3 separate regions of the Mus musculus genome follow, and all the other regions are linked to region 2. A link is a contact called in public promoter capture Hi-C data. All regions are on one chromosome and are shown on one strand. The core of a region is the stretch at or near the end of the contact, and the rest is flanking DNA. Distances in the headings are between cores, read along the strand shown. Region 1 holds the start of Pear1 (platelet endothelial aggregation receptor 1). Region 2 holds the start of Hapln2 (hyaluronan and proteoglycan link protein 2). Region 3 holds the start of Etv3l (ets variant 3-like).

Region 1 (2,811 bases), core at 273-2,772, 260 kb before region 2:
TGTTTATGTCTGTCCATCCTCTCTCCTCCTGCCTTTCTGCTAGCTCCCCCCACCCCACCCCACACGCTGGCTGCCCCACAGGGCAGGTACCAGGAGCCATCATCCTGTTCCAAGCTGGAGTTTCCTCAGAGAAGCCACATACAGTGGCTGTGGCAACTATCTTTCTCTGGGTTTCTCGCTGGTGGAGCAGGCTGCCTGGGGAGGGTTTCCTCTTCTGGGTTGTCTGATAGGGCATGTTGGAATGGAGTGGAGAAGCAGAAGCCAACCCTCCCACTTCACCCTTCACTGAGAAGAAAAAGGCAAGCCAGGGAGGGGGCAGGTTTTGGAAGAGCAGCCAAGCAGGGTAGGCTGGCAGGTGGGAGGCCAGCCCACACCCATCTCACCCATGCACACACAGCCAGAGGTAGGGCACTGTACTGTGGGCTGGAGTTGGGTTTGGAGAACAGCCTCCAACCCCCTAGGCCTAGCATAGGCAGGGGTTGAGAACTGACCCCTTATCCGGCCCTGCCTAGAGCTAAGGCCTGGCTGAGCCTGGGAACTTCAACCAGCACACGCTGTTCCAGTCTCCGGGGACCAGGGGTCACCGTCCCCAGCTGGGGCAGCAGGCTCTACTAAAAGTCCAAAACAAGGAGTCACGAGTCCGTGGCTAGAGGCTGGAAACAGGGATGCGAAGTGAGGGAGGCCTTGCTGGATGGAGCTTGGGTTCCCGGGCCCCAGGGCTCACACTATCAGCCTGGCTATGGGCCCACATCATCCAGGAAAAAGAAAAACAAACAAAAAAACAACAATAAACAAGCCTCAGAGACTGTAGGTGCCTATGGCTGACCTCTCCCCTACAAGATGGGAAAGGACACGCAAATCCAATCTCTTCCCTGGGCAGGGGTAGGGGGCAACACTATGAACACTAAACAGGGTCTTTCTCCGCGAGACATAGGAGGAGACAGGCAGGCAACTGTGTTTTGTTGGTCCTCCCAGAAAGAAGAAATTGGGGGATAGAGGGAAGACAAGGTTTAGGGTTGCTTTTCAGGGCTTCGGTACCACCACCATGGTTCTACACTAGCAAACAGCACACTGGAATCCAGGAGACTTGCAGGCTGCCTTCCTCAGGGCGAGAAGAGAGCTCTCCCAGGCTGGTCCCCATCCTAGCTCCTTATCCTCAGAGCTACGCAGCTTTCTTTTTCTACTTAGTTAGGTCTCCCTCTCCCTCTCTGCTCGCTCTCTTCTTTCTCTCCTCTCTCTCTCTCTTTTCACTTAGGCGGCTTTCTCTACTTAGATCTCACTTTCTTCTCTTCCCCTAACTCTCTCCTTTCTCCTTTCTCTTCTCTTTCCACTTAGACGGAACACACACACACACACACACAGGAGTCCCCACTCCATCTCCTCCTTTCCTCTCTTCAGGTTTCAGCCCAGCGGTCTCGGGCTCCAGAGCCCAGGGCAGGTCACTCACCTGCCTCGGGGCTCGGAGCTCGGAGCTCAGAGCGGCGTGTTGTACCGACGGGTCCTGCTGGCCGACAGAGCTGGCTGCGCGGGCAGGAAGGGGGTGGGCCTCCGCCCGCGCCCAGGCAGGAAGTCCGCGCGGGGAGGCTGGAGCCCGGCCGGGTGGGGTCAGCCCTCCGCACGCCTGTCTGCGAAGTGGACGGGGAGAGCCGCCCAACCTGACAGCCCCGGCTCCCGGCGTCGCGGTCCACCCGACGCCCCTCTTTCCTGCCCGGCGGCGCCCCCTGGCGGCCTTCAGGGGAGGGGCACCCTGCCTGCGCGGTCAGATCTTTGGGACCTTTGCAAGAGTTGAAGCAGGATTCTGCTACATAAAGAAAGCAGATCTTGCTCATCAGCTTGCTCCGAAGAACTCAGCGACCTACCACAGTCAGGTCTCAGAACAAAGACAACTTGGGCCTGGGGGAGTGTGGCTTATGCTGCAGGCCCTAGGTTGAATTCTAAACAGCAGGGACACCTTTATTTAAGAGTGATTGACATATAATAAAAATAAGCCCACTTGGCTTGATGAATAATGTTCCAAAACTTTATCGTGGCAAAACATACACAATATAAAACACATCCTTTCAACAAATGTTAAGTATACAGTTCGGTGGCATAAAGTATTTCACATATACGAAACCTTTGCTACTGTCAATTTCCAGAGCTTTCTCCTCATCCCAAACTGAAACTCAGTCTGCATCCCCTGGCCCTGGTAGCCATCGTGAAGTTAGGCTATATGTACCTCAGCTCCGGCCTCCGACCTTCCACATCTAGCTTATTCTACTTAGCATGCTGTTTCATTGGCTTAGACAAATGTGTTCATCCCAATAAAAGTGTGGTTTAAAATGTCCCTCTCTGGGGATGGAGAGATGGCTCAGGGAGGGGTCGAGGGGGTGTAACGCGCTTGCCACCAAGCCTGATGACCTGAGGTTGAACCCAGGGACCCACATGGTAGAAGGTGAGAATCAAATCCCAAAACTTGTCATCTATGCCCACAACAGTGCCATAGCATGGTACATATTCCCTCCCCTGCAACAGAAGTCAATCTAATGTTTTAAAGTCCATCTCCCCCAGTGTACCTACTCTAGGCTACAGTAAGGACGCAGATTCCGTCCTCACCCCTAGCCCAAACCCCACGAAAGTTTTGATTTGCTTTCTGTAGTTTATATTTCTAGAATATCCGTGTAAATGTCATCATAGAGTATGTACTCACGTATGTCCATCTTCTTCCCCTCACCATAAAGTTTCTGGGCCGTTGGGTGTTCTCTACTACAGCAGGTGACAGCACTGGGCTATTCAAGAACAGGATTGCTGTGTCCTGACAATTCCTGATTC
Region 2 (2,700 bases), core at 64-2,563:
AAAAAAAACCTCCCAATAATAAAAATAAAAATGTCAAGTAGTATATGTCTTTAATCCCAGAATTCAAGAGGCAAAGGCAGGTGAATTTCTGTGAGTCTGCGGCCAGCCTGGTTTATATAGTGAGTTCTAGGACAGCCAGGGTTACACAGAGAAACCCTTTCTCAATTACAAGTAAAGCATGTGGGACAGGAGTCCATATGGGACAGCCTGGTAAATAAGAGTGATCTTTATGTTTAGGCGCTGACGAGATAGCTCCATGTGTAAAGATGGTCCCCACCAAGACTAATGACCTGAGTTCATTTCCTAGGTCTCATACGCTTAAAGGAGGGAGCCGACTCCCACACCTTGTCCTCGGACTCCATTCACACAAGCATGGCACAGGCACACCACACATAAACACAAAATAAATAAAAGTGCAATAAAAAATGGACTGAGCTACCACGGACATGTTTAAAGTCCAATCTGACTTAGGCACTTTGCGGTATACTGTTCTGACTCCTCTGGCTATCCAGGGAGGCATTGATAAACACCCAGGTACAGTCACCGAGCTATGGAAGGAGGTTCAACTGGGGTTTGAATCAGATTGGGCCAGCTTGAGCTCTTAGTCACTGATCTAAGGTTCTGTATTTTAAGAGAAGCACACATATAACATTTCCACACATAGAAAGCCAGCAGCCCATTGCCTACCTGCAAGATGATCTCTCCTCAGAGGCAAATCGAGCTGTGCTCAGCAGCTTCCTGTCCTGCAGAAGGAAGAAGTTGCAGTGGGGGTTCATTAGGGATTCTGGGGGTTCAAAGCACCCTAGAGCCTCAGGACTGCAGCTCCTCTGACACGGTTCTAGAGAGACTCGTTTCCTGTGTTCAGAGAAGCCAAGGCACTGAGGCCTATGTTCACGCAGCACACTAAGTCAGCCGTGATTGCATCTGTGCCAGTTGATGTCCTGGGGCCAGGGCAAGACACCGGTTGGGGGCAGAGTAAAGCAATCCTGGAGATTACCTAAAAGAGTGTGGAGAGCGGGCCTTGCTACTTCTGTCCTTAGACCAGGGGTGGGACAGACCAATTGTAAGTACAAGGGTGCTGGACCAGGAGGAGCGGGGACGAACCCTAATTGTGAATCCAGCTCTGTATTTTCATATGGACCCCATCCAAACAACAGAATTGCCCTCCCCCCCACCAAAGCCCTCACCTGTGCCCTCTGTGCCAGGCTATATATGGCCTTTCAGAAGAGGCTGTCAAGATGGGAGTCAGATTTTCAGGATGTCTGGCTGCTTCAGGACCCTGACCCTTTCTGTCTGTCTGTCCTTTTCTTTTCTGTCCACACCCTATTAGAAACACAATTTCCCATTGTCCCTGTCTTCTCCCCTATTGTTGGGTAACAGGGGCCCTTTATTCGTCCCTTGGGCAATGGCATGGAAATGTCAACAGCTGGGGATGTGGGATGCAGGACAGGCTGGCACAAACCACCGGAAAAAGGCCTGGGTGGGTGATTGGCTCAGAGCAGAAACTGACATCCAGGAAGAGGATAGGAGAAGGCTGGAATGGGGCACCCTCAGTACTCTAAACTCCAGGATTATAAAAAGATCATGCGTGATGCTGCACAGCTGGGGTTGCTGCTAGAGAGGTAGAAATCACAGGAAGATGCTTCTGTCCCTGGGAAGGGACTCCTAGCAAGGAGGGACTATGGAAATTCTCTAGCTATTTTTATTTCATTATTTTAGATGTATGAGTGTGGCTTTTAATTTATAGTGGTGCATGTCTGTGCGCCATGTCTGTAGTGCCTAAAACGGCCAGAAGAGGGCAACAGATACCATGGAACAGAAGTTACAGACCCTGAGAGCTGTAACTTGGGTGCTGAAAATGAAACCTGGGTCCTTTGAAAGAGCAAGTGCTCTTAACACCTGAGCCATCTCTCCAGCACCATGGGAATCTCTCTAAAATAGAGTCATCTGATTTCACAGTTCCTCCTTCCTCTGCACCCATGGATGGATTTTGTTTACATTTTCAAGGCTGGTGAGATGCTTGGTAGGTAAAACCACATCCTGGCAGCTGAATTCAATCACCAGACTCACAGTGGAAGGAGAAGATGGACCCCCAAAAGTCGTCCTCTGACCTCCACACTGAAACTCAACCTACAGTCCCTCACATACAACAATAACATTTTAAAATTCTGGAGAGGCCACAGATGTGGACCACCACTTGAAATGCTGAAACAGGAGGAGTGTCATGAGTTTGAGTCTGCCTTGGGCTTCGGAGTTGAAACCTTTCTCAAAAAAGAAAGAAAAGAAAAAGAAAAAAAAAAAGAAAAACAGGGCCAGAGAAGTTAAGAGCGCTGGCTGTTTTCCAGAGGATCTGACTTCAATTCCCAGCACACACACAGCAGCTCACGGCTGTAACTCTAGTCCCGAGGGATCTGATGCCCTCTTCTGGCCACAGGAGGCATCAGGAACACACATGATGCACAGGCACACACTCAGGAAAACATCCACACATATGAAATAATAAGAATATAAAGCTGGGCAGTGGTGGCGCATGCCTTTAATTCCAGCACTTGGAAGGCAGAGGCAGGTGGATTTCTGAGTCTGAGGCCAGCCTGGTCTACAAAGTGAGTTCCAGGACAGCCAGGGCTATACAGAGAAACCCTGTTTCGAAAAACCAAAACCAAAACAAAACAAAACAAAAGAATATAAAAATAAGGGGCT
Region 3 (2,700 bases), core at 66-2,565, 480 kb before region 2:
CAGGAGGCCCAGGCTTCAAACTCTTAAGTGAATGAGCGTAGGTGGGTGATGGCGAGCAAGGGGCAGGCCAGCCTGCTGCACTGCAGACCCAGCACCTACGACAGACAGCAGGATGCTAACTACATCTCCTCTTCCCTTCACCGTGTGTCTCCTCTTGCCCATCACTGTGCGAGGTTACCCTTCCTGCATGGCTCTGGCCTACGGAGCCCTGCCTTCACCAGGACCCTCCCTCCCTCCCTGAGGCCCAGCTCTTGTCTTCCATCAATCAGCCCCTCTCCCACCTGTCCATCACGCTAGCTTCGGTTGATTTAACCAGAAAACAAGCCCAGAATGTAATTCCGTGCCCTCCATCCCATCTCCATCAGCTCAGAAGGCAGTATGCTGAGGGGTGGGGGCATGGCCTCCCAGAGTCAGTGAAGACAGGAAAATCATACTGATACCAACAACATCCATCAGCCTTCTCCCTGCTTGGGGCTGGAAAGCTGAACACAGCCCTGACAGGCTCCAGGGTGGCTTGGTCCCAGGTATCAACCTGAGATCCTGTTCCTTAGGCATCTCAGCTAAGTTCTCATCTCCTCCCCAAGATGTCCTGGGAATTCTAGCCCTTATCTTGTTCCTCACTGAGCTGTCTGATACTCCTGTAGTCACTGTCTCCTAACTGGCTTAGTCTTTAGTTGGAAGTTCTTCCTGTTGTCTAACTTCAAGTCAAATTAGTAAGGTCTTAAAAAAATTTTTTTAATCTCTAGAACCATAAGAGAGTAAACATATTATGTGCCTTTAAATCTTTAGAAAAATGACCTTGAGTAACTATCATGTGGAAGATGGGACTCACTGGTGGAAGAATTTGCCTAGCCATGTCTCCAGTACTAAGGAGTAAGTAAAAAATAATATACTTTAAAATATATTTCATCTATATCATTTTATTCTAGCCAAAGAAGGAAAGTTACAGGTTGTGACAATCTGGCACTAGTGAGTGAGTGAGTGAGTGAGTGAGTGAGTGAGTGAGTGAGTGAGTGAGTGAGTCAGTGAGTCAGTGAGTGAGTGAGTGAGAGCGCATCTCAAGCAAAGGCTGGAGTCACGTTTAAGTCTGGGAGGTATGAGGTCAGTTTTTAGATCTGAACTCCGATCTCCACAGAATGCTACACAAGAAAGAATGGATGGCTAGACAACTCGCAGGACGTCCCAGCAGGTCAGTAACCTTGAGAAGAATTGAAAAGGAGGAAGTGTCCCTAGCAGGTACTTTAGGAGCCAGCCACCCCACAGGAAGAGCCCCTACTCTGCTGCAAGGTGGACACATGTGTGGGGTGTCTGTATAAGGCATCGAGCCGTGCCACTGGCTCTCAAAGGGTTAATGGTGCTGTCTGCAAACGACCTTGGCTCCCCTGGGAGCTTGGAGATCCCCGCTCTCATTTTAAGTAACCCTAACGCGATGAGCAAGGGCAAGGAGCGAGTCAGAAGGAACCAGACTGCGCGCAGAATTGATGATCCAAAGCGGTAAGCCATCCTGGCAGGTCTGAGACGGGGGCTCCTCTGTGCACCCGGATATGGAGCCAGTTATGGGACAGTTGGGAAGTGGGGCGGAAGGAGCTGAAGCCCACAGGTGTGGCGAGGCTTTTCTTTCTCCAGAGGAATGGCACAGAGCTGGAGTTGTGTGCTCAGGGCAGAGAGCTTTCCGGCATCTGTGGGAGGATGTCACAGGGACACTGGTTCAGTGTAGCAGGGAGTTCTTCTATGAAGGTGGGGCCAGTATCTACTATCTGGAACAGACAAGACTCTGGGGTGAATGATGAGCAAATAACCAAGCTCTCAGCCAACTTCTCATCCTGCTAGCCTTGTGGGTCCTTAGGAGCCATGCCCCTGCCCAGGCTCATTGCTCCAGGGCACGGGTTGGGGTGGGGGTGGGGGTTTCGGGGGACGACGATAGTCGGGTCGGTCGGGGGTAAAAGGCCAGTTGTTGAGGCTGACTGGGGAGCAGATGGAGGCAGCCGAGTTGGGGAGCATCACGGAGTGGGTGGAGACAGGACAGAGAATTCCTCCTGAGCCTGGCAGGATGAACTAAAGGGATGCATGCCTCTGGTGGGGCAAGAGGGTTCTGCTCCATCCACCTGCCCCTCTTCCTTTCTCACACCGTTTCCCAAAGTACTAGGGCCAAGAATCCTGACGTATGAGAGCCCTTATGGTAGTGAGCACAGATGCAGGCTAGAGAGGCAGGTGCGATGCCAAGAGAAAGTTTCAAACTCTCTCCAAGCCCTGGGTCAGGGTCGGGGTGGAGGGGGTTTGATCTCTCTGGCTTTGTCAAAGGACAGTGGAGCCTCCTGGGCATAGAGACTCAAGCACAGAATCAGCTGAGAGAGCTTCAGACTTGATAGAAAGTGAAGGGCTCAGGTCTAGCCTGGAGGTCTGGGCTAGATGTAGACACGGGATTGGTTTTTATGGACGGAGGCCTTGGATGCTGGGATGCAGGGTTGCGGGCTACCTCTGCTTGCTGCCGGGTTTTCCGGCTGATCTAACGCCCTGCCCTGGGCAGTGATGAGCTCACCCAGCTCAACTGTTTGCTGGAACTTTCATCTCCTGCCTGCCTTGCCCTGCTGCCCCCTTAGTGCCTGCTGCACGGGATTTCTTGTTCCTGGTGGGGAGACTAAGGGCCGGGGTGGGATGTTCGGGAGGCTTCCCTAAGGAACATTGGATAAGAATATGATG

The links. Promoter capture Hi-C pulls out the DNA fragments that hold promoters and counts their contacts.
Region 1: a promoter capture Hi-C map of stem cell-derived epiblast-like cells shows a contact between it and region 2, with 3 times the contacts expected there. The contact joins the promoter of Pear1 here to the promoter of Hapln2 in region 2. A contact is called at or near these places in 5 of 39 promoter capture datasets (the 3T3-L1 cell line, the HPC-7 cell line, embryonic stem cells and 1 more), 3 of 115 datasets of contacts at active chromatin or transcription factors (embryonic stem cells, neural tube and pancreatic cancer cells) and 1 of 9 other capture datasets (adipose tissue).
Region 3: a promoter capture Hi-C map of stem cell-derived epiblast-like cells shows a contact between it and region 2, with 5 times the contacts expected there. The contact joins the promoter of Etv3l here to the promoter of Hapln2 in region 2.

The regions. Positions count from the first base shown.
Region 1 is chr3:87,767,431-87,770,241 of GRCm38.p6, forward strand. Pear1 (platelet endothelial aggregation receptor 1) reads right to left here and starts at 1,523. Exons shown (of 25, transcript NM_152799.2): 1 at 1,448-1,523.
Region 2 is chr3:88,026,198-88,028,897 of GRCm38.p6, forward strand. Hapln2 (hyaluronan and proteoglycan link protein 2) reads right to left here and starts at 1,314. Exons shown (of 7, transcript NM_022031.2): 1 at 1,188-1,314; 2 at 688-743.
Region 3 is chr3:87,548,742-87,551,441 of GRCm38.p6, forward strand. Etv3l (ets variant 3-like) reads left to right here and starts at 1,316. Exons shown (of 6, transcript NM_001370856.1): 1 at 1,316-1,494.